2 separate regions of the Sus scrofa genome follow, and region 2 is linked to region 1. Evidence: chromatin contacts called from public HiChIP or PLAC-seq data. All regions are on one chromosome and are shown on one strand. Each heading gives the region's core, a stretch centred on a gene start, on an enhancer-like site or on the middle of the called end of the contact. The rest is flanking DNA. Distances are from core to core; before and after follow the strand shown.

What was found. HiChIP or PLAC-seq counts read pairs in DNA pulled down with a chosen protein or histone mark.
Region 2: an H3K27ac HiChIP or PLAC-seq map of alveolar macrophages shows a contact between it and region 1. The contact joins the promoter of APP here to the enhancer-like site in region 1. A contact is called at or near these places in 4 of 47 Hi-C or Micro-C datasets (alveolar macrophages, fibroblasts, mesenteric adipose tissue and 1 more) and 2 of 2 datasets of contacts at active chromatin or transcription factors (alveolar macrophages and skeletal muscle).

What each region holds. Positions count from the first base shown.
Region 1 is chr13:189,585,217-189,589,104 of Sscrofa11.1, reverse strand. The region is part of intron 5 of APP (amyloid beta precursor protein); the gene reads left to right. Among named protein-coding and RNA genes, the nearest start is that of APP, 130 kb to the left of the region's middle. Within about 2 kb of position 1,349, at least 9 of the 83 cell types and tissues checked have an H3K27ac peak or open chromatin away from gene starts, as enhancers often do. A contact at or near this core is called in alveolar macrophages, where this site is marked.
Region 2 is chr13:189,713,841-189,718,247 of Sscrofa11.1, reverse strand. It overlaps APP (amyloid beta precursor protein), which reads left to right and starts at 2,296. Exons shown (of 18, transcript NM_214372.1): 1 at 2,296-2,393. The coding sequence starts at 2,337. It overlaps LOC110256540 (a long non-coding RNA gene), which reads left to right and starts at 2,400. Exons shown (of 2, transcript XR_002338172.1): 1 at 2,400-2,729; 2 at 3,643-4,407.

The DNA.
Region 1 (3,888 bases), core at 100-2,599:
TGCATCATCCTTCTAGGCAATTCCTTCCTTCTTTTCATATTATTTGGTCTTCCTCAGCACAAATGGAAGTTTTGTGTGTGTGTGTGTGTGTGTGTGTGTGTGTGTGTGTGTGTCTTTTGCCTTTTTAGGGCCGCACCTGTGACATATGGAGGTTCCCAGGCTAGGGGTCTAATTGGAACTGTAGCCGCCGGCCTATGCCAGAGCCACAGCAACGCAGAATCCGAGCCACATCTGTGACCTACACCACAGCTCACAGCAGCGCTGGGTCCTTAGCCCACTGAGCGAGGCCAGGGATCAGACCCGCAACCTCATGGTTCCTAGTTGGATTCGTTTCCGCTGCGCCACAACGGGAACTCCAGAAATATTTAATGAGTAATAATGAAGTAATTCCTGAGATGATAAAAAAAAATAATAATAATAAAATTGCGGGAAAAAAAGCTTAGCTATAAAAAATTCCAGGAGTTTTCTTGTGGTGCAATGGGTTAAGGATCCAGCATTGTTACTGCAGTGGCCAGGGGCGCTGCTGTGGTGTGGGTTTAATCCCTGGCCTGGGGCAGGGACAAGCAAAAAGAAATTTTTAATTAAATAAAAATAAAAATTCCAGTTGACTGATATGGTAATTATAAGGTAGAATGAGTTTTATTCAAGGTTTTTAATAAAATATTTTAAGAAGGTGTAAGTCAGAAGTATTGACTCTTACAAGTAGGTAGAACTGCTAAAAATGAAAGTAAAATGTAAAATTGTATCCAGTGGACCTTGGTGGAATTCCAAGGGTTAATAACATACCCTACTTATCAGGAGTTTACATTTGTTATGAGGCCTGTGTGATTTTATTAAATACTTGACCTAATTTTCTACACGCTAGGTATTCAACAAATATTTGAGTTACAGTGAATTGGCATTCATGTTAAATACATACACAGACATAATTGGCAACTCAAGGTTAAACTATTTGGGCTTTAAAACAAAAGCTACTAAGGGATATCATTCCAGACACGCAAGAATTAAGTGAAATTACATCAGGAATCTCTAAAGCTAGAGATACTGGGGGGAAAAATGCCTCAGGAATATTTCTAGCAACCACTTAGCACCTTTACTGTAGTTACTGCTTGACTATCTTCCCATGGCTTCAAAAAGTGCCATAAAGTAGAATAAAATGAAATTAAATGGGAGCTATAAATGAAGGTAAGATTCATCTTTATTTGAACTTTGGTATAGAAGTCCATTCTCAGAGTAGCTTTCTTATTTGAACCAGCAAGCATTTTTGGTTTCCTATGTCAACATGGAGCTCTTTATTAAAAATAACAGTAGGCAGAAATTTCAGGAAGTACAAGCTATAGTCATGAGACCAGCTCAACTCTCATTAGCTCTTGGCAAGCATGGTGTGATTTTGAAAATGAGTAAACGAACATGAATTTAGAGGAGTGGTTCTCAACAGGGTGCGATTTTGACACCCAAGGGACTTTGGAGATGTCTGCAGACATTTTTAATTGTCTCAGTGCAGGGGGTGGGTGGCAGGGATGCTCCAGGCATTTGGTGAGTAGAGACCAGGATACTGCTAAACATCCCATAATACCAGGATACTGCTAAACATCCCATAACAAAGAAATATCAGCAGAGCTGAGGTTGAAAAACTGGCTTAGAGGTTTCTTTGGTACTGGAAAGCGAGGAAAATTATTCTTTAAAAACAAACAAACCAAAAAAAGAACCCAAAAAACTTCCATTCCAAGCTTTTGTCTCACTCTGATCTCCTGTGGACAGAAAAGCAAACACCCCAGGAGTCTTGAATGCAGCTTTTGTGCAGATGGAAATGTTTGAGATCAAAATAAACCCTCCAAATATAACTGCATCCAGAGTTAAAAATGTGCTCAAATACAGTGGATAATTAAGGCTTCTTATTTGCACCCAGTCATTTCATTAATTCTAATCATTATGTCAATTATTTTTTCCTTTTATTAGTATTACTCCTGTCCATTTTGACTACATTAAACACTAGCATATTTTCTGGAGCAAAATGATCTTATTTTGGAATATTTGATATCTTTAGAGACCTGGAAGACTATCTCCACTTAAAATAGTTTTTCCCTTGCATCTAATTAGAAAAATGTTTAAAATATGGTAATTTTTCAGAAGCTGTTGGGTCCAGGAAAAATCATCTCTAATCTGGCCTTACAGTTTTATGTTTCTGTGTGTCTTTGTTTTTGTTCATATGTATACTTTTATTTGGTTGTGATTAAAATACATAAGAATTTTCATTTTTTAAGTAACATTTTGAATTTTTAAAACTGTGTTTATAATCTTCATGTTTATCCCCTTTAATTATGCATATTCCTTTAAAATATGTTCACCCATGTCATCATTGTCGGACAATTTTTTCTTTTCTTTTTTTTACATTATAGAAGACAAGGTTTTGAATTCTTTAATATAGATTTCCTGCCATGATATATAATAATTACTTTCAGGTAGTTTTCCAAAAGTAGGGCCACTGGGTTAAAAAATGTGAATGTTTTGACATCACTTAAAATTTATCTCAGTGTTTATGCCCATTTATAGTGAGGTAGCAATAGCAGATAGATTTATTTTGTCACTGTGTACTCAGCAGTACGGGGTTTTTATTGTTATTAATAACACAGTCGCTCCTTCCTACTATCAAGCTCTTCTAAGTTGTGAGTGTCATGAGGGCATGGATTCAGTTTTATTGCCTCCTTGTACCCTTGTCTCTGCATGAGCGGTATTAATCATAACAGATGTTAGGTAATCTTGCCGTGTACAATGCACTATGCTGAACGCCTTGCTGTATTAATCCATTAACTGTTCACAGCTTTTAAGTATCTGTTGCTTTTTGTAGAGTGGTTTAATGAATTTCATTTGGGTTTTTCCAAAACTAGGGATAGATTTATTTTTTTTTTTTTAACCTTTAATGATTTTTATTTTTTCCATTGTAGTTGGTTTACAGTGTTGTGTCAGTTTTCTTCTATACACCAAAGTGACCCAGTCACAAACACACACAATATATACATTCTTTTTCTCACATTAACCTCCATCATGTTTCATCACAAGTGACTAGATAGAGTTCCCTGTGCAATACAGCATGATCTCATTGCTTATCCATTCCAAATGCAATAGTTTACATCTGTTAACCCCAGACTCCCAGTCCATCCCTCTCCTCCCCCCACCCCCAGCAACCACAAGTCTGTTTTCCAAGTCCATGAATTTGTGCTGACATATCTCTATACTTGGAAATGTACCCTTTTTTCCCCTTCGGTCAAGCAAATATTATCAGTATTTGATGTGTAAAATTCAGCAGAACCCTTCTGTCGATTCTCATTCTGTTAATTCCACATTAATGAAATTAAAAAATTTCCCTTATCCCATTCAACTAAATGTCTTCCATTCCACCTTAAGAGCACATGTAAATCATAACTTTAAGAATTTTACTTTTGATCAAAAAAGTAATTCCTAAATAATTTTGATTGAATGATTCGTATTTGGGGGAAGTTAAAATGTTTGACTTTTACTGACATTGGAGTGTATGTTGATGCATGTTGTTTAATCTGCCATGGCTGTGAGCCTCCTGTGGGGGCAGAGGGGGCGGGAGGCAGGTAGAGTCTAAAGCCTAAGATTAGTTTAATACAGATGGGAAATAGGAAGAAAAAATACCCTGTGACACATGCCTAGAAAAAGGCCAGAATCTGAAGAGGGCTAATTTATTGAATTTAAAAAATATCGCTTTAACGTAGGATACCTGAAGTTAATAGTAAGTTTTTTCTCTTCAAGTTCTTAGCTTTAATTTATTTGTTGGGGGGGGGGGATGAGGTTGGTGGAGGGTCGGAGAATATATAGACCCTACTCTATGTTAGTAAAAGTCTGTTCAGTCTAATTATCTTA
Region 2 (4,407 bases), core at 1,047-3,546, 130 kb before region 1:
CTCCTACGCTGTGGCATTTAAGTCTGGGCAGGGAAGGCTGTGAGGATACCAGCCAATGAGCAGTCAGTCCTTTTCCCAGGGGCTAGAGTTCTAAGTAGAGATGCCTTTTATTTTCTGCTCAGAGGACCCCGAAGCTACGCTGTGGCAGGAAATGGCATTAAACAGAGATGGTGGCTGAAAAGTAAAAGCCACCAGGACCTCCGAGTGGTGATGAAACAGGAGAAAATGTAAAGAATGCCTATCATTCTGACACAGGCAGCAGCCAACCATCTTCTGCCAGGAACAGCTTCTCCAGGGATGGATCACTGGGGTGCATTTCAACAGTGGGAAAGGGAAATGCCAAATCTAGGAACTCATATATAATCGCAGATTATAACCTCACCTCTCTATCTTTGAATTCTGTGCTCAATAAAAGTCCCTTGCTCTTAAAAATGGCTTCCTGCCTCCCAGGACTGGCTCCATAGGCAGGCATCTGCTCCATCACACAGGATCTGAGCTCAGAAGGGTCTTGTGCTTGATTGAACGTGCAGCTGTTATCATCTTAAAATTCTTCACTTTGGAAGAAAGAGTCCCACCTTTTTATTTTGCACTGGACCCTGCAAATTGTGGAGCCAGGCCTGCTTCCTACCCATTTTTAAGTCATATTCCTATTTCCTATCAGGTGCCTTCAATTTGTCTCACACACCTGCGGTGGTGGGTAAACATGTTTGGAAGCAACTGGGTTTTGCTGTCACTTGGGCCTTTTTTCCCTGCAGTCCCAACCTCTTGCCACTTACTTGCTGTGAGATTGGGGAGGAGGTTTTTAGCGTCAGCTTCCTACTTTACAAATGGGAATAATAACAGTAAGGGCCTCACTGGCTTTTGGAGGAAGTAAATGACATAAGCACGTAAACAAATAATTCGAACTAACGAATATTTGTCACCATTGGTTGAGGAGGTTCAAAGGTCATTCAGGAGAGAAAGTAATTCAAGGGACCAGCTTGGATGCCTAACGGGGTTAATAAGAGAGAAGACAATATCCAGGGGAGCTGGCCCAGAAATGTTATCTTATCTGGAAGGAAGCCGGCATCCTCGGCTGAGCCACGATTCCACGGCTGAGCCTGTGGCTTCTTTCCCTCCCACCAGCGCCCCTGTGGACTGTGGCTTGTCCTTCAGGTCAAGAGCAGGGCAGTTCTAGACCATTCTAGACTCACCAGACACTAACCCGACCATGGGTGGATTGTGTTTAACCTAGGAGAAAGTGGCTTCCCTAGAAGGTTCACTTCTGTAATCCCGGGCAGACACAAGAAGGAACAAGGACGGAGTTGGAGGTCAGAAGTTCTGAGGTATGGGGGTCGAGGAGAAATCATCTTTCCACAACCTTTCTTTCACTTCACCCGCGTCTCAGATGGACACTACATCCCTGCCTGATTTAAAAAAAAAAAAAAAAAAAATCCCAGATGACTGTCCCCTTCTCAAAACAAAAACAAACAAAAAATTTAAAAAAAAAATTAAAAACCCTTCTTTCAAGGAGAAGTAAATAGGTCGCCGCTTCTTCTCCTGGTCCGGCGCCTTTCTCCTTCGGTTCAGTCTAAAGATAGAAATTCCAGGTTGCTCGTGGCTGCTTTTGACAAAAAAAAAAAAAAAAAAAAAAAAAAAAAAGAGGGCTTTTGCTCTCCTAGCAAGCAAAGAAATCCTATTTCCTTTAAGCTAGTCTTGTTCTCAGTCTCTTCCAGAAACGCCTCCCCCACCTCTCCAAACCGAGACAAAAAATTAAATGCGGATAAAAACGCACCCCAGCAGCAACCCATTTATACGACACCCCCGAGAGGCCTGCGGGGTCGGATGAGTCAAGCTCACGGGAACGAGCGGGGAGCGCTCCCGACTTTTCTGGAGCCCAGTCGTCCTACGACTCACCTTTCCCTGATCCTGCACGGTCCCTCTCCCGGCCCCAGAGTCTCCCTCCTACTGCTCGAGGGGTCCAGGCCAGGGAAGCGGGCGGGGAGCCGGGGGGACCCGGCGGGAGCCGAGGGCCCCGCACCTGTGGGCGCCGAGGGCGCCGGGGGCGCCGGGGGCCGCGGGCCCCTCCCGGCCGAGCGCGCGCAGCTCCCCGGCGGCTCCGCTAGGGGTCTCTCTCGGGTGCCGAGCGGGGTGGGCCGGATCAGCTGACTCGCCCGGGCTCCGAGCCCCGCCGCCGCGCTGCTGTTCGGTCAGTTTCCTCGGCAGCGGTAGGAGAGAGCACCCGGGGCAGCGCGAGCGCGGGGCCACCGTAGACAGCGGCAGCGACACCGGCAGAGCAAGGGCGCGGCGGATCCCACGCGAACAGCAGCGCACTCGGTGCCCCGCGCAGGGTCGCGATGCTGCCCGGTTTGGCACTGGTCCTGCTGGCCGCCTGGACGGCTCGGGCGCTGGAGGTGGGTGCCGCGCCTCGGAATGGGGTCGGAGGGGGACAGTGGAGACCCGATTAATCCAAGTCTTTAACCCAGAGAAGCTGGGGTTAGTCGAGGACCACCCCACTCTCCTCAGGCCTTACGCCCCCGCTTGCGGGCACCCTGCGCATCCCCGCTTCTGGCCCAGCCCTGCCCCGGGGACGCGCTCTCCGGCCCGCGGGGAAGGAGCGGGTGAGGGGTCGGGAGCCCGGGTCCGCTTCAGTCGGGGGAGAGAAGAGGAGGAGGCTATCTGCAGCTCAGACCCTGACTTAGTCCCTGCCTCGGAACCGGGGACCCGGGGCAGCTAGAGACGTCCAGATGGTAGGTGGGGGAGGGAGCACGTGGGAAAAGCCGAAAACCCACAGTCCCTGGATCCTGTCCCCAGCTCTTAATCGCTGCCTTTCCCTTTCTCTCGGGCCCTAGGGAGGAGTCGGGACGGCTTGGGAAGCTGGTCATCTCTCTCCCCAACCCCCCCACCCCCGCTTTCCCTCGCTTTTCCCCCGCGGTTTCACCTTCCCTTCACATCCCCACCGCCCCTTTTCTGCCCGACCTCCTCCTCCTCCCTCTTCTCGGTTGCTCGGGGCTGCCTCCTGAGTGCGACCCCAAGCAGGGTCAGGCACCACCCTCGGCAGGCAAACTTTGTGCATTTCTGTGTCTCCCTTTTGTGCTAAGTTGCGAGAGATGGGAGGGGTCGGAGATCCACAGCCACATCGCACCTTCCCCAAGCCTAAATATCCCGGGCGTTCGCTCGCACCCTCACATTCTCCGGGAGAGGGACAAGGAAGGTCCCCGGGAACAAAAGCCGCGACACCCCGCCCTCGCCAGCCCGGGGCGCGGTGGGCTGAGCTGAGTTAGTCTGTGCGCCACCGAGGCTCCCGCCTGACTCCCTTCTCCGCGCTGCGCGCCCGTCCCGGAGGGGGCTGGGGCGCTGCTGGGGCGACTCTGGCCGAGCCTCTGGGCCCCTCTACTTCCTCCCCCCACCCCATCACCTCCGAGGCTTGCTCATTCTGTTCTCGGTTGTAAAGTCCTTGGGGAGAAATACGCGGAGAGTGGAGTGTGCGTCTGGAAGGGGCAGTGGCGGGTGGTGGGGAGCCACGAGCTCTCTTCCTGTGCATCAAAGGAGGCGTTTGTCTGATTAAGGCGCGGCCTCTTCCCTGGCAGTGCTGGGCAGTCCGGTTTAGCTCCCCGGGGGGCGCGGACTGCTGGGGAGGGTCCTCAGGGTCTTTTTTTTTAGGGTGCAGATAAAAGGATTGAATTGAGTGAAGATTAAGACGGAGAAGATGGCGCCTCTGCAGTGCAGCAAAGAAAAGCTGTGTGGAGGCTGCAGCCTGGTGAAATCCACCCACCACTAGGTGTATAACAAGTCCTCCCCATTCATCCAACTCTCGAACATTCAGCTAACGCCTGTGCAAAATGACTATTTTCCTTTTCATCTGAAGATGTTGAGAAATTATTTGCTTGGCAGTTGAGGCAGAAAACGTATTTCGCATCATTTGAGTTCCCATTTGGTATCTTAGCATTTGTAACCTCTCTTTCCCCATTTTTCCCCCTCCTTTTCCCCTAACTCATGGGATTTTCCAAAAGAGCAATTTCTGGACAAATGTTTTCCCGTAGTGTAACTGAGATTATACGGACTATCACACCATTTCAGCTGTTTAGTCCCTAATTTACAGGGTCATTGAACTTTTTCCCCCTCTGCCTTTTTCCTACAAGTGGCTCAGGAATCACCTGGGGGCTTGTTAAGGCAGATTGTTTTAAGAGTCGAAGCATTTGGCTTTCCATTTAAAAATGCATTTAATTAAGAGAACTCTGGTTTTTCTGACAGTTAAATTTACTCTTATTTCAGTTCTCCTGATTGTTTTATTACACATTAAAAACACAAGTAATTAAAAGCATATCATATCTTTTATAGTGGAGCCTTTTGCCAAAATGTAAATATTTAACTTTTATGAGCAGGATTTTTTTCTTTGTAAAAGGAAGCAGCGTGCAGGCAAATATG